3 separate regions of the Sus scrofa genome follow, and all the other regions are linked to region 2. Evidence: chromatin contacts called from public HiChIP or PLAC-seq data. All regions are on one chromosome and are shown on one strand. The core of a region is the stretch at or near the end of the contact, and the rest is flanking DNA. Distances in the headings are between cores, read along the strand shown. Region 1 overlaps NDRG1 (protein NDRG1). Region 2 has its middle 19 kb from the start of ST3GAL1. Region 3 holds the start of NDRG1 (protein NDRG1).

Region 1 (3,702 bases), core at 173-2,672, 120 kb after region 2:
CATGCAAGGCGTGTGGGTCTCGGGGTGCTTGTGCCTCGTCCGGGCTGCACCCTGACCTTGAGCTCCGCGGGGCCCCTGGGGCTTGTCCAAGGTATTGGTGTCTGTCTGGCCATTGGTTCCCTGAGGCCAGCACATCCCACTGTGTCACATCACCTTGTTCAGAACTTGCTTATGACACCACCATAGTGTACCGGGCCCCAGTCACCCAGACAGGCATGTGGCACCTGTCCTCTGTAGGGGACATCCTGCTTCACCCCAGCAGCACTGGGATCGCTGTCCCCATTCTAAAGCTGGGGAAACCACAGGTTCATTGTGGCTGGCGCTTTATCGCACAGGTAGCAGGGTGCCCTGTGCAGTTTGACCTTGACCTGCGTGTATGGCTTCTCAGCGGTGTCTGTGTCAGGGCCAAGAGCAGGAGGCCTGTGCCAGGGTTAGCAGTCACCATGGGCCTTTTCCTTAAGAGGGGCACTGTGGTCTGGCAGGGACTGCCCTTCTAGCCCATGCCCTCGTGACTCCCTCGCCATCAGTCTGGGGCAGGCAAACCAGGACGGTGGGGGCTGGGACAGGTCATCCCGCCCACCCCGGGCTGGGGGTTGCGATTGAGAACAGCTGTGTGTAGAGACACCCTCTCACCCCTGGGAGCAGCTCTGACGCCTCAGCCTGGGTGTGTAACATCACGGCCATCCCAGCCTCTCCGTGCGCCGGCAGCGATGAACTCATGCCAGGGCTGGCATCTCCCCATTTTATGGATGACAAAACTGAGTCACTCAGGCCGTGAGACCCGCCATGGTGAGGCTACAGCTGAGATCAGGCCAACTTGAACAAATGCATCTTCCCCGCCTCCACCCTTTTTGAGTCAGGCCAGCCAGGTTTCATTCTAGCTCTTTCAAAGTGTGTGCCCTTGAACCAGCTACTCAGGACTTCTGCGCCTCCTTTACCCTCCGCCGGTAAAATTAACACAGCGATAAGAACTGATGCTTTTGGGTACCTGCCACGTGCCAGGAACTGTTCTAAGCATGCTGCCTTTAATTTATGTAATTAAATCACTCATTTACTCTTCACCAGAGCCCTGGGTGGTGATGGGGGGGTGGGTATCACCTTGTACAGAGGAGCGGTGCCTCCAGGTCACACACCAGGGAGGTCCCCAGCTCCTGCCGCCTCCCCTGGTGATAACTCAGCCTCCAGCGCTGTTCACAGCGCTGCTTATTACTCAGAAAGCAGAGGCTGCGTGGCGAGAATCCGGATTACAGGCCTGCAGGGATGGGTCAAGGTGACCCTTAGATTCTGGGGTATGGGGGCCTCTGAGCCACCCACAGCCCCCCGCACACGTCCCTGGTTGTAGGAGGAAGGACGCCCATACCTCCAGACACACTTGTCCTCTGGGGTTCCCGCAGGTGGGAGTGTCAGCCTGTGGTCATGGCTGAGTCTGCAGCCTCGTGGGAGGAGCCCAGAGTGATGACATCTGATCCCCTGCTCTGTTTCCCACCCTCAGGAGGACAGAGAGAGCTGGTCACAGGGCCATGGAGCTGTAAAGATGCAGCAGCTGTGGCAGCCGTGGCCCTAGCTATTGCACGGGCTCTGTGGGCTGTGCCCCTCTGCATGGCAGCCCTGGGGGCCGACCGGTCAGTCCGGATAGACTGGGTGGGCCTGGGGCGGGAGCACCAACCTACTTTCTCTGTCACTGAAATGTCAGCTCTGTGTCCCCACGCCTCCCCACCGCCTCCCCGGAAGCAGCCGTCAGCGCTGTGGTTTTGTCTTCCTGTGACAGCCCTGTGATATCTGAACTCCCCCGGGGTCAAGGCCACAGAGGCACCCAGACTTGGCCTTGGAGAGGTGGGTTTGCCCTTTCTTGACTCTTTGACCCAGAGCAAGCTGCTTCACCTCCTTTTAGCCTCAGTTTGCTCATCTATGAAATGGGGACAGGCACTCCAGCCTCATTTGAGCAGCAGGGCAGAGAGAATAGCGATGGGGACCATGATGGGATGTGTCCCAATCAGTGTTGGCTCACTCTGTCTGTGCACTCTATTGTGAATCTTTTCCATTTTTTTTTTTTTGTCTTTTTTATAGCCGCACCCACAGCATATGGAGGTTCCCAGGCTAGGGGTCAAATTGGAGCTGTAGCCACTGGCCTACGCCCCAGCCACAGCAACACCAGATCCGAGCCGTGTCTGTAACCTACACCACAGCTCACAGCAACGCCGGATCCTTAACCCACTGAGCAAGGCCAGGGATCGAACCTGTGTCCTCATGGATGCCAGTCAGATTTGTTTCCTCAGCTGCAACCTGCACCACAGCTCAGCTGAGCCACGATGGGAACTCCATCCAATTTTTTGGGGGGAGGGTGAAATACGTGTAACATAAAATGTACCATCCTCGCCTTCTCCAGGGTGTGAACTTCAGTGGCAGCAAATATTCATCATGTTGTGCAGCCGTCACCACTGTCCATCTCCATGTTGCGAAACCGAAACTCTGCCCTCATGGATACGAGTCGGGTGTGTGACCGTGGAGCCACCACGGGAACTTCCTGTCCTTCCTTTTTAAGGCTGAATAATATTCTGCTATGTTTAGATCAGACTTGGCTTATCCGTTCAGCCATCAGCGGGTACTCGGGTTGCTTCGACCCCTTGGCTGTGCTGACCCTCTGATCACAACTCTGCTTTCAGCCCTTTTGGGTACCTACCCAGAGGTGGCATTGTTGGGTCGTACGATTAGTGTAGATGTCGAAATTTGGGGTCATAGGAGAAACTTAGAAAGCGGAGTGTGTCTGCTCTCTGTGAAGATAATGCCTCACTAGTGCGTCATTCTCGATGGTTTGCAAAGCACGGTCGTGGGTGCCTGTCCCGGGGCACAGGTAGCAGGTAGAGCTGGTGTCAGGATTTGAGAACTGACCTGCCTCAGTGGCAGCCAGCTCGCGTCTGTTCACTTAGTTGGTCTCCATGGCTCACAGAATCGAAGCCCCATCTGGGCAGTTCTCTGGGAGTTGGGTTTTAGGGGGTCTAAGGTGCCTCTCTGTGTTCCCAAAACCAGCCAGTGTTATTTCTTGGGAAGTGTTTGCTTCAGCATTTTGACTAACGCAGGCAGATGCTTTTTCTTTCCCAAAGTGGTCAAGAATTTTTTTCTTTTTCTTTTCTTTTCTTTCTTTTGGCAGGAATCAAACTACACAGCCCCAGGTCCTCAGTGAGAAGCTGCTGGTGCAGGCTGCTCCAGAGCTGCTGTCTTAGGAGACAGCGCAGCTGCCAGAGCAGGTGGCATCTTGGCCTTTTCTCTCCCTGGCTGACATCACTTTAGGCTGGCAGTTCGTTTGGGCCTGGCTGATGTTTTAGGGCAGATGGATGGGTGCACGGCTGGGCATGGAAGGTTCCGCCAGCAGCTCTCGAGACCCTGCTTTGTCCCCCAGGCACCTCCCTCGGAAAGGTTCTGGAGCCCTCAGTGTGGAGCTGGGTGGGCTGCTGGCCTGAGGTGCTGGGGCTGCAGGAAGGAAGTGGTTTCATCTGGCTCTGCAGAGAAGGTTCTGGCATCAGACTAGGCAGTTGTGTTTGCAAATTTGATGAGTGGGGAAAATGGGAGTATTTTGGGTTCTGGTTTATTTTCTTTGGCTAGAATTCTAGAATCCAAGAATATCCAGGCTGGCAGATGCTTTGTGATCCAGCCCTACCACTTCTGCTCCAGGTGGGGAGGCTTTGTTGAAGGCCACTGAGGGGA
Region 2 (3,829 bases), core at 1,035-3,534:
CCCTCCAGAGAAGGAAGGGCGTTGAGATCTCTGCCACTCAGCCAAGAGAAGTGAGTCAAGGGGGGAAAGCCTGGATGCAGCCGGAAAAGCTCAAACCCGAGCAAATGTCAACTGGCTAAAAAGCTTTGAATGGTGTCCCATTGCAAAGCTGGCCTCAGGCCTGGAACTCTGGGCCTCAGAACTTCACTAGCTTCAGATCTCCCTCTTCTTCTTTTTGGGGGGAAGAGGGGTGGCTTTTAGGGCCATACCCGCAGCATATGGAGGTTCCCAGGCTAGGGGTCCCATCAGAGCTGTAGCCACTGGCCTATGCCACAGCCACAGCATGCCAGATCTGAGCCACATCTGCGACCTACACCACGGCTCATAGCTCAGATCTTTAACCCACTAGGCGAGGCCAGGGATCTAACCAGTGTTTTCATGGAAACTAGTCAGATTCCTTTCTGCTGAGCCACGGTGGGAACTCCCAGACTCTTACTCTTTTTCTGAGACTCATAGCTTTGTAACCTATGTGTTACAAAGCCTGATCTCTTGGAACCTTAGTTTCTTTTCTTTCTTCTTCTTTTTGCTTTTTAGGGCAGCACCCATGGCATAGGGAGGTTCCCAGGCTGGGGGTGAAATTGGAGCTGCAGCTGCTGGCCTACACCACAGCCATAGCAACTTGGGATCCAACCCTCTTCTATGACCTACACCACAGCTCATGGTGACGTCAGATCTTTAACCCCCTGAGCAAGGCCAGGAATCGAACCCACAACCTCAGGGATACTCGCTGGATTCGTTTCTACTGAGCCACAACTGGACCTCTGGAACCTTAGTTTCTCAATCTGTAAAGTGGGTATTAAATGACAGAGTAGCTATAAAGCCAAGAAGGCAGCATCCCAGCCTCTGAGTCCTTTCTGTGTGCCAGGCTTTCGTGATGCATTTTCTCACTTCGTTCTCACAAGAGGCCTAAGGGTGAGATGGCGTTGCCACCTTCGTGGAAGGTCTGGGGCTCAGAGACCTTGGTTACTTGCTGCAGCCACACACTCTGTAAGGGATCAGGAGGATTCAAGGTCAGACCTGGCTCTGTCAGGCTAGTGCTGCGGCCACCAGTAAGCCCTACCTCCCAGTGACTTACAACCGAATAACAAGGTTTGTTCCCTGCAGTGTCACAGTCTGAGGGGTTTGGCAATCTCTCCCTGTGGTGACTTGGGTCCCCTAGCTGTTTTCATCTTGTGCCAACTCCAACTTCAATCGGTGGCCTTCAAGGTCACGGGCAAAGGGAGGGGGGGTGATGACTCACTAATTCTTTTTTTTTGTCTTTTTAGGGCCGTACCCGTGCCAGATGGAGGTTCCCGGGCTAGGGGGAGAATCGGAGCTACAACTGCCGGCCTGCACCACAGCCACAGCAAAGCCAGATCTGAGCCGCGTCTGCGACCTACATCCCGATGGATCCTTATGCCACTGAGCAAGACCAGGCATTGAACCTGCATCCTCGGGTTCATTTCTGCTGAGACGGGAAGTCTGACTCACTCATTCTTAACTCTCTCTGCCTGGAGTTGACACCCATAGCTTCCGCTCAAGGTCCAGGGGCCAGAGCTACCCACGTGGTCCCAACAAGGGGCGGGAGGCTGGGAGATGTGGTGGAGCATCTGGGATTCAGAGGGGCAGTGTCTCCACCCACGTCTTTCCCTGACGTCACCCACATCAAGGAGCTGGCTGGTGAGAGGCCCCCTGGTCCTGCCCTGGTGAGACCCGAGTCTGCCTGGGCCAAGGGCTCCATGCTGTGGGCTCAGGGAATGGCAGACGGACCAGCCCAGACCCTAGGGAGGGACCCCAGCCTAGGCTCCATCAATGCCTCCTGCTATCCGAAGGGCTGCAGTGTGGACCAGGAGCTGGGTGTGTTCCTGTGCTTATTCCCTTCGCCGGGCTCCTTCTGTGCAGATCCTTCTTCCACTGCGGACTCCCCAGTGAAGGCAGGAGCAGCCCTGTGTCCGACGGGGGGATTCTTCTAGAAGCCCTGAAGGAAGGCCTTCAGGTTACACATTCCTCACAGCCAGAGCTCTGTGATGGAAGAGGAGGGAAGGTGGGGGTGGTGGGTCAGGACCAGAAACAATGAGAGAGAAAAGCTGGCTGTCAGGGTTTCATTTAAACTTAGGTTTTCTAAAGAAATCTGAGCCCATAGAATTGTTCCAGAAATAGAGCTGTGACTGCAGGCACGTCCTGGAAACCCGACTTCCTGTTGCACACACGTGGCTTCCCTTTACCAGCTGAGCTTTCCGAATAAAGACGGAAAATGCACGGGCCAGCCTCTCCAGGTCCCGGTTGCGAAAGAGTCAGGCTTCCCCGTCCGATGCACGTAGGCTCGGCGGAGGGTGGGAAGCTGGGAAAGAGCCCAGCTGATCAGGAGATGCCTCTGGGCAGATTCTTCCCAGGGCACCGGGTCCCTGGGAAACCAGGTCCCTGCCCAGGGGGCCAAGGTCCTGCCCCAGCCCTGCCCTTGCCCTCCAGCTCGGCCACCTCTCCTTGCTGGGCTGTGGCGATTGCCTCCCTTCCTGCTGTGGCACTAGCTGGCTGGATGGGGGCAGGACGAACCCTCTGGCCCTCAGGAGAGTCATCTGCTACCCTCTCCGCTTTGGCTGGAGGACACATCCCCCTTCCCTTCTGACACCCACCTTCTCCCCCCACCCTGGCCCGTCTTGCCAGGCTTCCAGAGCCTTCTGCCCTCAGAACATGCTTTTCCAAGGACCTGTGTCTTGGCCTTCCTGTCCGCCTGGTCCCCTGGGCAGCTCTCAGTCAGAGATGGGGGAGGGGGGTCCTCTTATTCTCAGGCAGTGCCCAGGACAGGGCCTGGCAGCTGGCAAGTGCTCAGTCAGTGCTGGCTGAATGGACAAAGCATCACCTTAAAGATGCTTTGACGGGGGAGGTCCCGTCATGGTGCAGTGGAAACAAATCCAACGAGGAAACGTGAGGTTGCGGGTTCCATCCCTGGCCTCGCTCCATGGGTTAAGAATCCGGTGTTGCTGTGAGCTGTGGTGTAGGTTGCACATGCGGCTCGGATCTGGCGTTGCTGCAGCTGTGGTGTAGGCCGGCAGCTGTGGCTCCGATTGGACCCCTAGCCTGGGAACCTCCATGTGCGGCGGATGCGGCCTTAAAAAGAAAAAATAAAAATAAAAAGGTGCTGGCTGGATAAATAGTCAGGTAAATGCGAGAGATGCAGCAGAAGATGAAGGCTGAGGGGGGCGTAGTGGGAAGGTGAGAGAGTTGCCCCCCACCCCGTGGCATCATTCCCAACCCGCTGGAAAGCCATAGCACCAACCTGTCCCTCCTCTGACCCCAATTCTCTAGGCTACGAATTTGAGTGGCCAGGTCAATTTGAAGTGCCTCCTGCTGATGGAGCAACCCTCTCCCGATCTGACCCTCTGTGAGCCTCAGAGCCTGGGGTCTTGGTTGGCATGGAGGGGACCTTCCCAAGGCCGAAGACTCAGGTCAGCAGTTTTGAACTGAGACATCCCCTGGAAGGACACACCTGGGGTTGGGGGGGAGTGGACCCCACAGGGGGTACTTTGTGCTGGGAGTCAGGGGTCCCCAGGAACACCAGGCCGAATTCCAAATTCCGACCTTTCCCTGGCACGTTCGCATCCACGACCATGTTTGCTGCTTGCAGAGCTGCGTAGAGCGGGAGGCAGAGGCCCCCAGCTCTGGATTCAGGGAGGTGTGGTGACTTAGCCACGGCCCCACAACACAGAGCAGGGCTGGCCTTCATTAGGCTTTGAAGGTCCCTGTGCAGATGCAACACTGGCCCGAGAAGGCGCTCGGTAGGTCCGGATGCCCAGGACCTTGCGTGGGAAGT
Region 3 (3,567 bases), core at 214-2,713, 98 kb after region 2:
GGTCCTACAGATGGCTAGATCTGGCAGGTCTTCAGAAGACAGGGGGGCTCTGGAGGGTGCCACGTCCCCAGTGTCTAGAACAGAGACTGGACATAGCAGGTGCTCAATCCAGTTACCCAGTGAATGAACTCAGCTTAAGCTTCTTATGTGGATGGGGAAACTGAGACTTGGGGGTCCTATGGTATGACTCTGAGGGAAAAGACGTTGCCTCTTCAGTCTTTTTTCCAGCAGCTGAGCACAGGACCTGGCTCGCATCAGTGGCTCTGTCCCAATGACAGAACAGGTAAATCTCAGAGCCTAGGGAAGCAAATGGCAAACACAGAGGAAAACCACCTGGACCCCTGCACTGAGCAAAGCAAGGGCTGGTGCTGGGAAGAGGTTAGCATCAGCAAGCAGAGGGATGGTGGGGGCAGGGCGCAGGTGCCTGCAAACACAAGTCTGGGCAAGGGGCCTTTCTTTACCCATAAAATGATGTTTTCCTAATGCGGTGATTCTCGCTCCGGCTGCACACTTGAACCATTCGGGAACCCTTAACATACCTCGATGCCTGGTCTGCAATCCCTGAGATTCTGATCAAACTGTACTGGGGTGGAGCCCTGGCACGTACCTTCCGGGAAAAAAAAAAAAAAAGTTCCGCGGTGGATTCAGATATGCAGAGCGAGTTGAGAACACACAGGCAAAACCAGACAGCAGACAAGGCAAGTAAGCGAGGAAAGGTGCTCAGTACAAGGTCTGGGAATCAGGCGAGGGGAGAGTGAGAAACATCTCTTTCAGCCAGGGTCCTGGGGGCTGGACCCCGCGCATAGGCTATGAACTGAGCGGTGGGTGGGAAGGGGAGTGGGGTGACCAGGCGTTAGGGTGAGCTGAGCAAGACGGTCGTGGTTAAAAGGGAGCGAGGATTTCAGCGGTGAGCTGATGCAACAAGGAAGGGGCCTGAGGTGAGAAGGAGGCCGCCCTGGGAAGGCAGCTAAATGGGTCTCTGAGCTAAGACACGGAGGAAGTGGGGGAGTCTCCGCTAAGGGATGTCGGGGCATGGCCCGATGGGACTCGGAAGAAGACGCTCTGAGATGGAGATGGGGCCACTCGGTCACACAGAGACACACGGAAGTCCACATGCACACGCAGGGGCGCGCACAGGAACACGCACCCGCGCACAAAAGCATCCCCGGTGCACACACGCCCACTGCACACACCGAGGCCCCGGCTTTCCGGGCGAAGGAGGGGACCGCAAAGAGGAACGGCAGCCGGGACTGGGAGGCCCCTCCCCGCCGCACCCCTACTCCGGCTTGCGCAACAGGCGGCGGCTCCAACCGGCGCCCGCCGCGCGCAGCCCCAGCACAGCCCGGCGCGCCGTGGGGAGCGGGAGGAGCGCCTGGGAGGAGGGAGCGGGCGAGGGGTGTGTCCCCGCTGCGCGCTGGGCCCCGGGCGGGAGGGGGCGGGGCGAGGCGCCGGGGGGCGGGGCCGCGGCGCGTATAAAATCGTCCTCCTCCGGGGCATAAACAAACCTCGTCTGGCTCCTCACTCCAGCTCAGCGGCGGCACACGCCCCTGATCGCCACTCGCCTCGCTGCTTCTGGGCGCCGCGCCGCCAGCCTAGCTCCGGCTCCTTTTGCTTCTCTCCCTCCACCCTAGGTAAGCCCGACGCGCTCTTCCCGTCGAGCGGGAAGGGATTGGTCTCCCGCGAGGGCTGCTGCAGCTCCTGGATCGCTCTTTGTGGCCCCCTGGAGCTGCAAGTCCTTGGCCTCCCCGTGGCGCGAGAGCGAACGCGAGGAGGGGCTTTGGGGCCTGGGCACTGCTGGAATGGGGGATTTCGGTTTGACAAGTGGAGGAAAAAAAGGTCGCTGTTCACCTTTTTCCCTAGCTGAGGAAGTGGGATCCTGAGGGTCGGGGTGGGGGGCAGAGAGGTGCGCGGGAAAGGTGCTTCCCAAGGCCTCTCAGATCACAGCTGGCGCCGCGGGCCTTGGGGCGAGCTGGACATGGGAGCAGAAGGGACCAGGAGAGAGAGAGAGAGAGAGAGAGAGAGAGAGAGAGAGAGAGAGAGAGTGAGTGTGTGTGTGTGTGTGTGTGTGTGTGTGTGTGTGTGTGTGTGTGTAGGTGGGGTGGGGTGTGTCCCTGGAGTGAGCTGTCTGAGGAAGGAGGGATTGGGCGCGCGGGTGTAGAAGGGAACTGGGTAGGGGTGATCAGCGCTGGGGATGAGGCTGGAGAAGGGGCCGTGGGTGTGTATGGTTCCCAAAAGGTGCCCAGAACCAGTGTGCGTCCGAGGGGCTGGGCCCGATTCAGCCTGGAAGCCCGGGTGGGGCGCGCGCTCGCTTGTGTGTGTATATGTGTGTGTTGGGGGAGGGTCCGCGGTGTGTCACGGAGCGTGCGACACGAGCGGGAGCGAGTGCGGCTGGGCAGGGCGCGCCCTCCGAGGTGGCCCAGGGTGGGCGCTGTGGCGGCGCCAACGAGGTGGCCTGGGCCAGAGGGGTCGTGTGGGCATCTGGCGGCCCTGCGCTGGCTGGGACTTGGAGTGGCGTCATTTTTGCCTCCGCCCACCCTCCCTCTTGGTCCTTCTCGCCGCTGCCTCCCGGGCCCGCCTCTCCTGCCCTCCCGGGTGGAGAACAGCTGGAAGCTGCTTGGCGGATCCTGGGAGATCCGCCGCCGCGGTCTCTGATTCAGCCTTGGGCAGGGCGTGTGCAACGTGGTGGGCTCCTGGGGAAACGGCGCTGTCACCACCGCTTGGGTCAAATTAGTGGCTGAAGCTGGGATTTAGTGGATCTTTTCCTTACTGCCCACCCCTCCCCCACTCGCCCGTCTGTCGCCTCTGCTGTCAGACAACCCCGTGGGTCTGGGGCAGCATGGGTCTGTGGCTTGGAAGAGGGAGGTGCCTGGCAGCTGGTGGGGGAGGGCCCGGTTATCTTGTGCTGAGGCCATCTCTTCTTTGCAGATATCCTGGGCATTTCAGTTTGTTTGGTTCCTTTGAGTTACTGGGAAAGATTAAAGATTCAAAGTGAGTTCAGCCAGTGGCCACACAGGACGTCTCCTCATAATGTCTATATCACCCATACTTAACCTTCTCCCAATGAACAAAATCTCTAAACACGACTGCTCTTGCTATGAAAAATGCAGTTCCAAGGCCAACCGTCCAGCCTCCTCCCGTATGTATGGAAAGTCTGGAGTCTTTATTGAGTTTCACAAACATGAGTTGAATTAAGCAAGGTGCAGAGTGCAAAGGGCCAGCACTGCCTTCAGAGGGACCACCAACCAGGGGAGACATGAAGGTGAGGTTGCAGATTCCGGCCCTTGGTGGCAGCAGCAGTCAGTGCCTCGCCCTGGGGTGGCGCAGGGTGGGGGTCAGGGGAGTAGGGGAGGGAGAGGTGATCAGGAAGTGACGGGAAACCTGCAAAGGGAAATAAGGAGGGAAAGCTGCCATGTCCCCAAACCAGCGACTTCTTAGCTTTGTGGGACCTTGTCTCCCACTAGAGAGTGAGAAGGTAGGTGCTGTCAGCCTGGTCGGGGTCACCTGGTACCTGCCTCAGGGCCAGGCACTTGGGAGGAGATCACATACCACACTGAATGAACTGAATGG

The links. HiChIP or PLAC-seq counts read pairs in DNA pulled down with a chosen protein or histone mark.
Region 1: a contact with region 2 is called in an H3K27ac HiChIP or PLAC-seq map of alveolar macrophages. The contact joins two enhancer-like sites. A contact is called at or near these places in 12 of 47 Hi-C or Micro-C datasets (alveolar macrophages, brain, embryonic fibroblasts and 7 more) and 2 of 2 datasets of contacts at active chromatin or transcription factors (alveolar macrophages and skeletal muscle).
Region 3: a contact with region 2 is called in an H3K27ac HiChIP or PLAC-seq map of alveolar macrophages. The contact joins the promoter of NDRG1 here to the enhancer-like site in region 2. A contact is called at or near these places in 2 of 5 promoter capture datasets (fetal skeletal muscle and liver), 10 of 47 Hi-C or Micro-C datasets (brain, embryonic fibroblasts, fibroblasts and 7 more) and 2 of 2 datasets of contacts at active chromatin or transcription factors (alveolar macrophages and skeletal muscle).

What each region holds. Positions count from the first base shown.
Region 1 is chr4:8,032,154-8,035,855 of Sscrofa11.1, forward strand. The region is part of intron 3 of NDRG1 (protein NDRG1); the gene reads left to right. Among named protein-coding and RNA genes, the nearest start is that of NDRG1, 20 kb to the left of the region's middle. Within about 2 kb of position 1,423, at least 19 of the 83 cell types and tissues checked have an H3K27ac peak or open chromatin away from gene starts, as enhancers often do. A contact at or near this core is called in alveolar macrophages and retroperitoneal adipose tissue, where this site is marked.
Region 2 is chr4:7,914,092-7,917,920 of Sscrofa11.1, forward strand. No RefSeq gene overlaps it. Among named protein-coding and RNA genes, the nearest start is that of ST3GAL1, 19 kb to the left of the region's middle. Within about 2 kb of position 2,285, at least 27 of the 83 cell types and tissues checked have an H3K27ac peak or open chromatin away from gene starts, as enhancers often do. A contact at or near this core is called in alveolar macrophages, mesenteric adipose tissue, omental adipose tissue and 2 more, where this site is marked.
Region 3 is chr4:8,012,982-8,016,548 of Sscrofa11.1, forward strand. NDRG1 (protein NDRG1) reads left to right here and starts at 1,464. Exons shown (of 16, transcript XM_021088875.1): 1 at 1,464-1,631.